Linked DNA regions of Gasterosteus aculeatus: all the other regions are linked to region 3. A link is a contact called in public Hi-C data. All regions are on one chromosome and are shown on one strand. Each heading gives the region's core, a stretch centred on a gene start, on an enhancer-like site or on the middle of the called end of the contact. The rest is flanking DNA. Distances are from core to core; before and after follow the strand shown.

Region 1 (4,163 bases), core at 172-2,671, 400 kb after region 3:
GTATGACGTGCCGGAGCCTGTAAACAAACAGATGAAAAATGGTTAGATGAAGAAAAAAAAAAAAAAAGAGGAAATTAGCCTTACCTTGTTTCGTAGCATGTAATCATTTGTGATAGTCTGTGTACTCATTCTTATAATTAATTTGTTTTCTCGGACAGCTTTTTCTGACCAAATTGGGTTTAAAAATATCATCTGTTCGTTTATATTAAGTCCACACGTTGAAAGGGAAAGATGTGGATTTATGGGTGGAAATAGTTCACATGAGGCACAAATGAGATCCAAGAGGCCCCTGAAACTCAACATTACACGGCTGTGCAGGACGAGATCATGGAGCAGTTAGTCATAATTATCTTACTACGTTAAAATACACAGTGAGATTTCTTTTCGTCATTAACCCGATTTATTAAAATGCCAAAGTATGACAGCGCTTGAGCTGCAATCCAGAGCGTCATTGGTCCATTGTGTAGTCAAAGCAATCTAACTATGCACAACATGGAGAAACAAAAAAAAGTACCATAAAACTGCAGGTGTACGCAGCGGTTTAAACCCCTCCAAGACTCTGATTTTTATATTTTATTGCTGTCTGCATGACGTCCAGTGAAGAAATATGAATTTGATTTGTATTGCTGCAATGGCTGACAATCACCCTGGGCCTTGTCATTCAGGTGAGCTGTAACAAAGGATGACTGATGGGGATGCAAAGATTGTGCTGTGACACCTCTGCCCAGCTGTTCCGCTGTACAGTATCTCACAAACACACTAGTATATTATCACATACACACACTTGGACAGCATATACTTAATAAGCCCAATTTTGACTGACAGGTGACATTTCATGATGCCCTGTGCAAATGCAAACTGACAGGACACAAACAATGTCACAGGCAGGACACGCTGCAGAGACAGACGGACAGGACAGGGAAACTTTGCTGCCGGACTTCTGACTGAAACTCCAGACAGACCTTCCGCTGTCATTTTGATTCGTTGAACCAAAAACCATTACGTAGAAGTTCTGCAGGTGCATTGCGTAATACCCGTCTTTGATCAGATTATCCCACACCAGCAGTTTAGCCTCCTTATGAAATGCTGGGATACGCTCATATCCAATAACAGCATATTTCACTGAGAGGTTGTGTTTGTTATTAAATGAAATAAGTATTTGAAGTCTATTTTAAAATGTTGTCAAACATACTCACAAATCAGCCTAGCAGATAACATCAGTAAGGATGAACTAAAGTAAAATGTTCCTTTGTATACAATGTTTATATTAAAAGAGATTATTTATATTTTTTTTAATGTTGGTAAATTATATCTATAGTTTACCTACTCTTTATTTTCCCATTTATTTTTTTTATTATTCTGTTTTTTTATTCGACTTTATATATTATTTTGATGATGGCTCATTCCTTGATGCAACGTAGGGAAAGACTTGAAAGCTGTGTTTAATTGGTTAACACAACTATCACTCAAACCATAGTGGGCGGGACTCGAGAGTTTGACCCAATCGGTTAACACGCACGCTGCGCTGCCCCTTCGCCAGCCAGAAACATGGCTCTACGGGAGCTGTCGTCGCTGGAGAAATATTTAGGATTGAAAAAGCCGAACAAATACAGTACACAGGGGGAGAAAAAGGTGACATGACCATACTTCTTTGTGGCATCCTCTTCGGGCTTTAAAACGCTGTTTCATTCTCGTAGGCGGCTCAATCACTACCGTAATGAGGACACAGCAGCTAGCTAACAATGCTAACAAGCGAGTCGTGTGTGTCGAATAAGCCGGCATCGTCGTGTCGCATTAACCCTTCGTTATCAGTTCAGTCAGTGACCTTTTTCCTCGTTTGGGCTGAAGCATCAGATCCACGCAGCGACATGTGTCGCCACTTGTCTTGTTTCCACTACTCGGCACAATGGAAATAGTCCCGTGCTGTGCGCATGCGCGTCCATTGAATCGAAGCGAGGCAGGAGTGCGACGTCATGCCTAATACGCATATATGTGCTTTATGGGATTCCACTGAACAATTCATTGAAACGTACAGATTGTGAATACGTTGTATTGCATATAATCACTTGTATCAACCTAAATAATCAACTTTTTCATCAATTAATTTTATCGAGGGGAAGGCGGACAATCACATCCATCTTTAAACTGGCTCTGGGGGACCAACAAACAAAATAGCAAGGGTACAATTTTTGCCCTGTTTTGGAACATGTTCTCTAAAGCAACATAAGCAAACACAGGCACAGCTGCTGTCTGCATTTCAATCAAATAAATAGAGAACTCCCTTCGTATCTCCATCTCACCATCCTCCCTCGTCTCCCTGCAGGTGCCTGTGCTGCAGAGGGCCAATGGTCCCCCCCTGGTTGGCTTGGTGACGGTCGCCTGTCACCTGGCGAAAGACGCCAAGCGCCCCGAGCTGCTGGGGGACTCCGCGGAAAGCAGGGCGGTGGTGCAGCAGTGGCTGGAGTACCGGGTCACCAAGCTGGACGGCTGCACGAAGGAGGACGCCAAGACCGCCCTGAAGGTAGAGAGGCGGATCGTGGTGGTGGTGGACGTCTGTTGGAAATGTCTCCCGTCCTCCTTTGTTTCTGCACACTCAAATGCACCTGTGCTTGTGACTGGAATTCAGCGAGCCTGCTTGGATGGAGCTTTGGCTTCCATCATGTCTGTCTGTGTTTTTGTTTTCATTATGACTGCAATAAGATTTCTTTAGAATAATTCCCTTTACCTTTTGAGAAGCATCTCAGTTTCTCCCACATTCCCTCCCTCCCTCCCTCCTTCTCTCTCTCCGTCCACCAGCTGGGCCGCTGTGCGTATGTCTTGTTAAAGTGCAAGCGACAGGGATACCGACTGATGTATGGCCCTTCAGTGACACGGCCCCCACGCAGCAGAGAAAACCCGCCTTAATGTGCCAGTCAGCGTGAAGTGGATCGGCGCCTCTCGGGCACGGTCGCGTCAGCGTTGAAGTGTGCGTTTTTTTTTTTTGTTTGCCTATTTGCGTGTCCGCGCGCTCCGAGGAGTCGCGCTGTGCGGCGGCGTGTTTCCTGGACAGGCCTCTTAAATATTTTAATGGTGCCACTTACAGAAGGAAGTCGCCCTGAGCAGCGGAGTTCTGGTGCCTGCCCGGTGCCGCCCCCCCCTCCCCTCCATCCAAGTCATCTCCCATTAAATTATCCGTGGATACTAAATAAATAAAAGAATATGGGGGCGGGAGGGGGGACAACTGTCAACAGCAAGACTTCTTAAACTTTCTCACCCCAGGACGCAAATAACAAACCTGTTAGTGAAGCGAGCGTCTTGTCACTCGTGTAATGTGATGACGAGCGCTGGCGGTCAAATTCGGCCCTGAACACAAAGATAGTTTGTGAATGATCGTCTGTCAACCCACGTTAAACCAGTCAGGCCATTAGTGAGCGACCGCCTTCCTGTTCATAAATATTTAGTCAAAGGAGACCACCAACGTTGTGCTGCATTACAGACTCAATTTCACATTTCTGACTGTTATATGTTTTTGCAGCACTAATGTGAAAGAATTAGAAAACAATGACCATAATTTGACATGTTTTCAACGCAGGCATTTAATGGTATTGAGGATTCATTCCCACGGTTTTTGACCTGCCAACAGTAATGGAGGCCTGTATCCCCGAGAGCACTACGACGTTGAGTTGGGATGCTAAACTCGATGTGAGGTCACGTTATCTGGGTAGAAAATAATGTCCGGTCGATCATGACAGCAGCAGCTACGGAAAATTCACTCTCGAAAGAAATGAGCGCAAAGGAACACAAGGAATTGCTACAGTATGAATGTACCTAGCTTCTCATTATCTCCATTTCCATCTTTAAAAACTAAAGTCCGTTACAAACTTTTTGCTAAGCATGGTTTCTTCCCAACGCTCTACTAGGTGTGCACACGTTAGGCGGGGGCAGGCGGAGCGGTGCCCAGGTTCGTAGTTGCATGTGCGCTGGGGGAGAGGGGGGTCGGGGAGGCTGCCTCTCCTCTGATGCTCGACTGGGCTTCAGCTCCATGGCTGTAGGCTAAGAAAAGCCAGGATTCGGATTGTGCACGGGGAGGAAGTCTGCAGTCTTCATGCCTTGTTTGGCATCACCCACTCCTGCCGCACAATGACTCCATTTGCCCCCAAGATGCTCTGTGTGCGCGGCGCGTC
Region 2 (3,985 bases), core at 33-2,532, 280 kb after region 3:
ATGTCCTCGGGCGTCGTGTTTGTTTACCTTCCATATGGATTAGCTTCATATAACACGGACAGTCCCGTGGAAGATGCAGCGAACCCATTTACAACCCTCTTACTTTCACGTATATTTCCTTTGCACAGGAAAAGTTTACCCTCGATGGGATTGGAATTAATAATAAGGTCCAAGAAGAATTTGTCAATATAATTCACCCCGAGATGGAGTTTTCTACAGAGCAGAATGTTTCTCAAATTAACCCAATACCTCCACCTGCATAATTGATAGAGTCCTCATGATTACCTAATGAGGCTCAGGGCTTAAGCCCTATCCAACAGACCCTAATTACAAATATGTAATATCCCCCCTCCGCTTCAATTAGTATTAGAACAGAAGGTTACGAATCATTCAATATTTATGTGGACGGTGAACTTCAAGGTTAAGGAGACTGGTCATTTAACCTCAGCTCTAAAATAAAAGTCATTTTCCTTAATTGTCTTTGATGAGAACCACTAACTATATACAGTAGCTGTGGGAAGTGCTCCATCAAGTCAGGTAAAAGCGAGATATTAGTGCCGTATTACCGTAGTCTCTCTTTTAAATTTGGTTGAGAGTTGAGAAAATCTGAATCATTCATACACTTTGAGATGAATTGCTGGGTGTTGTTTTTTATGTTTTAGACATTTATAACAGCTGCAGTATGCTTTCTTCTCTTTCTTTGTCCTCAATAGCTTTGCATATTTCTTTGGAATACCTGAGCCAAACAGGTGTGTGACGTAAGGTAGCCGAGCTGTCACACCTGTGGAGGGATGGTTTCGGATTGAAAGCACTGGAGGCGATGGGAGTAATGGTGTATGATGGGAAAATGTTCTGCAGACCTGTGAGCACCAACGCTCACGGAAGAAGGGATCAAATGTCAAGGTGTGCCTGTGTAGAGATTTGTGCTTTTGTACATATACATTCAAAGATGTCTTACATATGCTTTGTCTTTTGTCTTTGTCAGTGTTACATTAAACAGAATAACGCATGAGCTGTTGTTCTCATTCAGAGCTTGATTGCAGTCATTATTTTACCGTTGCTCTATTCAAGCTGCATGGAACGGGGCTTTAACTTTGGTCTTGCATGAGTCCACCTCGTCCATGATGTGTCCAACCATTGACTGGGGGGTTTGATGGGGGGGGGGGGGGGGGGGGGGCTGCAATGGCCTTGTGTCAGCAGTGGAGACCACAGAGCAGGGCCTGGGACTCAGAGACTGGGCTCGGAGCCAATAGCCTGGAGGCCCAAGACTACACCCACTGGCCTGGACCAGCCCAGCACAGCACAGCACAGCCTCGACCGGCCCATCCCAGCTCCCCTCAGCCCCCTCCTCCCCGTGGCCTCCCTGCACCTCCACCAGCTGCGCTTTTCTGGCTCCAGCTGCTAGGTGTGTATGTGTGTACCCTGCCCGCCCTTTCCATACCCCCTCTATCCCTCCCATCTCTTGCTTTTTTCTTTTCTGGTTTCCCCCCCTCGTTCTCTTATTTCCTCATTCCCGTTTGTCCTTTCTGCGTGTCTTTTTTTTTTTTATATCCTCGCTGCGTCTCGTCCTCCCGTGCCAAACGCAGGGTTGTAATAGTGCCCAGCAATTACTGAGTTGGCATGTGCTGCATTGTTTACTCACAGTCCTATTCCTACTGGACTTTATTAAAACACCATCTGCCGTCAGCTGTGGAATGGTAGGAGAGGTGGTGGAGGAGGAAGGCAACGGGAGAAAAGCGATAGATTTGGCTTCAGAACGGAAAGCGAATGGCTGGACTCACACGGAGAGGGCAGTCTGCCTCGGTGGTCTCTTGTCGGAGGGACATCCACAGTACATGAAACTGACGGAGCTAAATTAGATTTTCAGTGCAAACAAAGGGTGTGGAAATGGGAACAAACCAAGTGAGTTCCAGGAGACAAGTTTTTGCTGTTTTCAAAGGGCTCACAAATGCATGAAAATGTTAAATAAGTGAATCAGGTTTTTTTTAACACCACCTCTTTGTCCTTGTCCTACGCAACATTTGGAAAAAAAAAACCTTGATCAAGTCTGTCAAGCGACTCAGGTGCTAAATAGCATGCGGGGTAATAACAGCATGACCACGCCTGCTTATGGACACATCTTTTGTCCCACGCACAGATGCACATGCGGCGCCATGCTGGGTAATGACATTCTGATGATTATTTCATCAGCTGTAATTTGTTATGGGACATGCCATTTCGGACCGGAGCCTGGATTGATTGGATAGTTGTTGAGAGGAGGCGGCCTGGACCCGGTACGAGCTGGATCAATTACTCAATTATTGCAAATACTTGGTGTGAACCGTTCTGGCACAATGCGGGTGTGTTTGTGTGTGATATCGTGATCATCTCCATTGTGTGTGTTTTATGGACTCAACATTGATGACAAATGATTCTCTTTTTACCTCATTTAGAAAAAATTATGTATTTTAACTGTTTTTAGTCATCTTCATGCAAATTTAGGTCAAATCCCATAGATAGACACAAACAAGTGAGAATTTACAGAAGCACTTTCATGTACTCACACTCACACAACACAATCCAGACCTTTGACCTGCATGACGGCCTTCCAGGATAAAAACCGTATTTGTTGCCCGCCCGAGTGAGTAAACTATTAAAGATATATTGGCGAACGATGTCTACATGTTTTCCACTTTAATGAATATAATGCATGTGCCACGTGTACCGGAGGAGGATCAAATGAAACATTTTGAAATCTTCTGAAATAGAAGTCACACTATTGAGAGCAAGATTGACCTCCGATATTCATGCACATATATGTCTATTCAACTAAATGAGAGCTAAGAAGCAATGTCTCGTTATTTTTTTTTAATTCATCAGCCCTGCAGCAATTATTTCCAGGCTTTTACTAATAACACGTTCACACACTGTCCATACAGTGTAAAGCAGCAACAGTTGATGTATTTTTGTGCTCTGTAAATCTGTCTGTGGATCAATGAGGTGGAAGACAAAAGTGCACTTGCACAGTGTACATTTGTCTAAACATAACATACAATTAAAAAGCCTGGATGTCTTCTAGTGAGTCTGCTTCACCGAACACACTTATTATAATTGCCTGCGTTTTCTGTAGGAAAGTAAAGGTCATCTGAGCGATGAGGATGTGAGGTTAAGAAGGGGCACTTGTTTAGGAAGCTGCACCAGGCTTCGTTGGTACATCATGCAGAGTAAAACAGCCCCGTGTCGCTGCTGACATTCTCAACAGAGGGAATGTGGGCAGTATAAGAAACAGCGAGGAATGAAGAGAGGGGAAATGTCAGTTTCTGCAGCACGACGTAGCAAGCACATAGGGTTCAAGATAGCTGGCTAGTTCACGAAGATCACCAACGTGAAGACAGTACTGCACAATACTGCATTTGTCCAAAGAGTCCCACTTATGACAACTAAGATACGGCATGCAAGGAAAAACCGGAATATTTCACATTAAACGGCAAAAAACAATCCTCAACGCGTACTTGTCATTACCACTGTGAATCCATTATATTTAGTTCATAATACAAAATTAATGGCTAGTAATTTGCATTGGGATTATTGAGTTATATTCATTAATTTAACTCATTCATACGCAGTTGAAAATAAAATTCAACTGCAGTTTAATGTAATAGGAATTTTCTTCAATATGAAACGGCTTACATTAACAATATTTTTCAGTGCTGCAGTTCAGATCGCAATACCCAAACAGCATGTACACATTTGAATTTATTTTTTTTACAGTAGAATATGACTGTAGGGGATTGACCAGAGTCATGTGTTGTCTTTATTGATATAAATACATATTCAGTTGCAAATGTGATGAAATACTGCAGAGAGACAAGATACATATAGTGGAAACAAAAATCCCATTTGAAGCATAGACAGCGGATATCACACTGAGTTATTCATGCGTGAAAGATTTTTTTGTTAGATTGACAGCACAGTTATGGCAGAGGGTATAACTCAGCAGCCACAG
Region 3 (4,202 bases), core at 829-3,328:
TTTCAATTACAACGCAATATGGTTTTAAATCCATCTCCGGAAGCTAGATGGCGCTATAACACAATTTATCACAGTTGGGAAGCAGCGTTTCCATACGATGGGCCCCAAAACCTTCTCACTCAACCGACACTGTGATGCGGTGATCTTTGAGAGCTACACGGGGGGTCCTGTACCGGGACCGCCAGGTCCTCAGCAGGCTGACACGTGCAGCTGCCACAACAACAACAACAACAACAACAACAACAACATACCCGCTTTGTTAGAACATTTTCCAGCTTCTCCATCACAGGTCTGTGTACTTTAATGAAACGAGGGAAAGAGGAGACAACATGAAGTAAGAAAAGTTACTTCTTTTTTTTTCTCAATGAGATTGAATTCGTAATTCATCCAGTTTATTAACAGGATTCTTTTTTTTCCCAACGAGACACGATCCCCCTCATACACACACACACACACACAACGGATACCAAATCAATATAGAAAATGTTATATGTAATAATAACAATTACAACAATGCTTACATCAATAATCATTTTATTGTAATTTGTCTGAATCGGAATGGCTGTACAAATTGCCTGCGGTGCCGCCGTTGCCGACGCCTATTAAACACAGCTTGCAATGTTAGGAAGCCGAGCGTCGCCCGGAGGCCCAGTGCGATGCTGGAAGTGGTTGGAAACCGAGCCTTAGACAAACAGGCTGGATATCCAACGGGGACCCCCGCTCCTGTCTGAGAGTAGCTCACTGTCAGACAGCTCTGCTTTAAAACTTACTCCTCCCTTTAGTGCGCAGAGCCCCAAACTATATTTCTGATTCCCCCCCCCCCCCCCCCCCCCCCTCTTTACCCAGCCCTCCTTTGTACAGTCCTGGAGAGGTCTTTATAGCTGCAGGTATTGTGTGTGTAGTTAAAATGTCTTCGCCTTTGAAGTCAAACATGAAGGCTTGTTTTAAATATTAACACTGCAACAAAAAAAAAAAAAAGAAGAAACAAAAATCTTTACATTCGATACGGAATTATGCAACCCCCCTCAAAAAAACAGGATTTATAGGGCTAAATGCAAAATCTCAACAAAAAGTTGGTCCAATAATCTCAGTGTATGAATTAAATATGTCTAATATAAAGTGTTAGATGTGGTGAGAGAACCGACGCAGCTGCAGCGACGTGTGTGTGTGTGTGTGTGTGTGTGTGTGTGTGTGTGTGTGTGTGTGTGTGTGTGCTCCGTAAAGGACTTGAAAGAGGACAAAAAACGGGTTTTGGACTAAAGCCTCGACCATTATCACCTCTGTCATTGCACGTGTTGCTCTCCTCTCTGTATGCGTGAGTGTGTGAGTTGTAGCGCGTGTGCGCGTGCGAGACACAGAGAGAGGGAGACCTCATTCGCTCTTGGCCTGGGGGGTCTACATAAGTATTAGAAATAAACAGTGGATGAATAAATAATGACCCTCACAATAGCAGGGCTCTCTGCGCAGAAGTAATGATGTTGGCAGTTAACCTTCAAGTTTTCTAACTTGACACAGTTTCATTTGCAATGAGGATTCATATACAATTAACAGGAGGAAAGTATAAGATAAATACACGTCTTTTTCGGTTCTTATAACATACTACCGATTTGATTTAAATTTTCTTTCGCCCATATTTACCTATCTTGTTTAATATCATGTTTATTAATTTAGTTGTGAGATAAATTAAGGGGAAAGGTAAACGGCATCGCTTTTCACTCCTTTTCATTTTTTAATGCAAATTTACATGAAGCAAAGAATTTGTTACTCAACGAAAAATTAACTGGATGTGTTAACAGCTTCGATTTACACTCTCTGCAAATATATCTATATTTCGTAGTCACAGCAGGGACTATGATTAAGCTATAGTGCATTCCGGTATCTCTTGAGTTTCCTCAACAATAACTAATATTTAAAAACATGTTCGTTCGATCATTTATTGTTTCATAAAAACCCAATCCGTAGTCTTTGAAGACAAAACAGGCAAATGCAGAAACCAGACACAACGTAGGTGATTCCACTTTCCCCAGGTAGTTTCTCCTTACGCGTCCACACCCGGAGCACTGCGCATGCGCCAACACTCCGCAACACTTTTTATGGCCAGGTGAGACGATCCGGTCAGGCGAAAAAAAAACAACGTAAAAGGTTCAGTTCGGCACCGGAGGCTCAATGAGATAGACACGGAACCGGATCTACCGACAACGACCAAAGGCAGCAGAAGACACAGAATGTCAATTATGGGCAGAATGGGAGAATGGCAGGTATGTGCTGCTTACTTTTAAGACAAAGACGCGGCGGGTGAACCGTGGAAACTGTCAAAATGTCCACTTTTGTTGTGCAGCAAGAGGCCGCTTTCGTGAACACGTTCCATGAAAAGAGTCGGTGTATAGTTCACAGGCACACGCTAACACGAAGAACTTATTTCATAAGGAACGCTTCTTCTTTTGGGGGGCCGTGAAAGAGTGAGGATGTTGATCGCGTGGGGTTGTAGGTTGTAATTCAGGCGGACGGTCATGTGTTTGAATCAGAAATGTGTGGAAAGCATGAGACGTGGGTTTTGGTCGTGGAGTATTTCATATGAAACGCAGCCCTTAATATGCGGTTGCGTGTCTGAGGTGAGATGTGATTCGTCTAGCCTTTCGCGTGTATATTCACACAGGATCCATATTTGGATTGCGTGTTTCCCACTCGCAAGTTTCCAAAGCATCCCTGGTCTCGTCACTGGAATACGGGGCCTTGTTTTGTGAGGTGTGTGGGGGGTTAAAGAGACGCTAAACTTTAGTATCACTGCTTTAAAACGGAGGAAAAATCATCCCCACAGACAGCCAGGCTGGATCAACAGAAACGCACATGCACATAGCTGTCATTGTCAGCCAGTTTCATCGCTCCATTCTCATTAATAGCCCAACTGCTGCTGCTGCTGCAAAAAAAAAAGACAAGCCCTCCACCAAAAATGGTAATCTGGGTTTTTAAAACGAGAGCAGCCAACGCCTTGAAAGAGCCGGCGACCTGTCTGCCGACCCACGACCTGCTGAGGTGAAGGCTCGGCCGGCGACAGGGAAGAGCCGGGCTCCCCTGGCCGTTCATTCAAATGAAACAAGGCCATGTTGTTGTGTTAATTATTTACATCCCCCCCCCCCCCCCTAACCCCCACACACCGGCAAGCCCTCCCCTTACAGGTAGTCAATGGACCTGTAGAGCCGCTCCGAATGGCTCACCTGTTTACCATAACACAGGAAGAATGGCCTCTCAAGGCTCCGCGCTCTCAATGGGATTAAAATAACAGTTTGGGAGTTTTTTTTTTTTAAAAAGCCCAAAAGTGTGTGTCAGGGTTGTATTTGCATAGGCCTGCCGTCCTAGAGAAGTAATGGAGACACGAGGATGAGCGGATTTGTTTTCAGTCAATGTAGACTCTTTCTTACAGCAGCATGATATTTGAATATTATTTCGTTCTTCGTTATGAAAATTGAACGTGAACGTGTAATTTGTGCAGCCCGACGCGCTTTGCTCGAGCCTCGACTTGTAGAAAACCGTCCCAGGTGCATGCAGATCCACATGCATGGCTCTGCCCTCTTCCCCCCTCAATACACGCACACACACACAGCTCGCAGAACAGTCGGAATAATAAGCGTGTATAGCGTCCTATCGTTTTAGTTTTTACCTGTGCGCTGTCCATTGGTGTTGGTGTGAGCAGATGAGGGGAGGGGGGTGGGGGGGGGGGGGGGGGGGGGGGGGGGGGAGAGGGGGGGGGGGAATCAAACGACTGTTGATATGCTAATGAGGCCCTGTGCCAGTGTTATTACAGAGCTGCTCCAGCCCTTCACTTCTACCATTAGAGGGAGACCTCAGAGCGCAAGACAGACAGAAGCCCACAGCTTCAATAAAAGTAGTTTTTCTGAGCGGGGAGCACAATTCACTGAGTGAAAACAAGACTAAGGCGATACCACTCAATATCCACCTCAACAATCCATGAAAATGCTTTGGAAATTAACTGATAACATTAAATATGAAGATTGCGAGGTAAGGGACTCCTCTTTGATTTGTTTAATTTAATTTAAGTTTGATATTTTTGTTTAAGATGATCACTTTAGGGGTACGTTTCATTGTTTTGATCCAAATATGTCAGTCTTTTGACAGGTGTTAGTGAACACATTTAATTTAAGTGCAGAAAGTAATAGATACATGTTTTTTATATATATTTTACT

What was found. Hi-C and Micro-C count contacts between places; a contact is called where the count stands out from the background.
Region 1: a Hi-C map of skeletal muscle shows a contact between it and region 3, with 3 times the contacts expected there. The contact joins the promoter of eef1e1 here to the promoter of tfap2a in region 3. A contact is called at or near these places in 4 of 6 Hi-C or Micro-C datasets (skeletal muscle, tail fin and whole body).
Region 2: a Hi-C map of whole body shows a contact between it and region 3, with 9 times the contacts expected there. The contact joins the enhancer-like site here to the promoter of tfap2a in region 3. A contact is called at or near these places in 6 of 6 Hi-C or Micro-C datasets (blood and trunk muscle, liver, skeletal muscle and 2 more).

What each region holds. Positions count from the first base shown.
Region 1 is chr21:11,321,795-11,325,957 of fGasAcu3.hap1.1, reverse strand. eef1e1 (eukaryotic translation elongation factor 1 epsilon 1) reads left to right here and starts at 1,421. Exons shown (of 4, transcript XM_040167477.2): 1 at 1,421-1,632; 2 at 2,324-2,521. The coding sequence starts at 1,549.
Region 2 is chr21:11,441,213-11,445,197 of fGasAcu3.hap1.1, reverse strand. No RefSeq gene overlaps it. Among protein-coding and RNA genes, the nearest start is that of slc35b3, 71 kb to the right of the region's middle. Within about 2 kb of position 1,282, at least 3 of the 9 cell types and tissues checked have open chromatin away from gene starts, as enhancers often do.
Region 3 is chr21:11,726,556-11,730,757 of fGasAcu3.hap1.1, reverse strand. It overlaps tfap2a (transcription factor AP-2 alpha), which reads left to right and starts at 2,078. Exons shown (of 7, transcript XM_040167706.2): 1 at 2,078-2,258. The coding sequence starts at 2,226.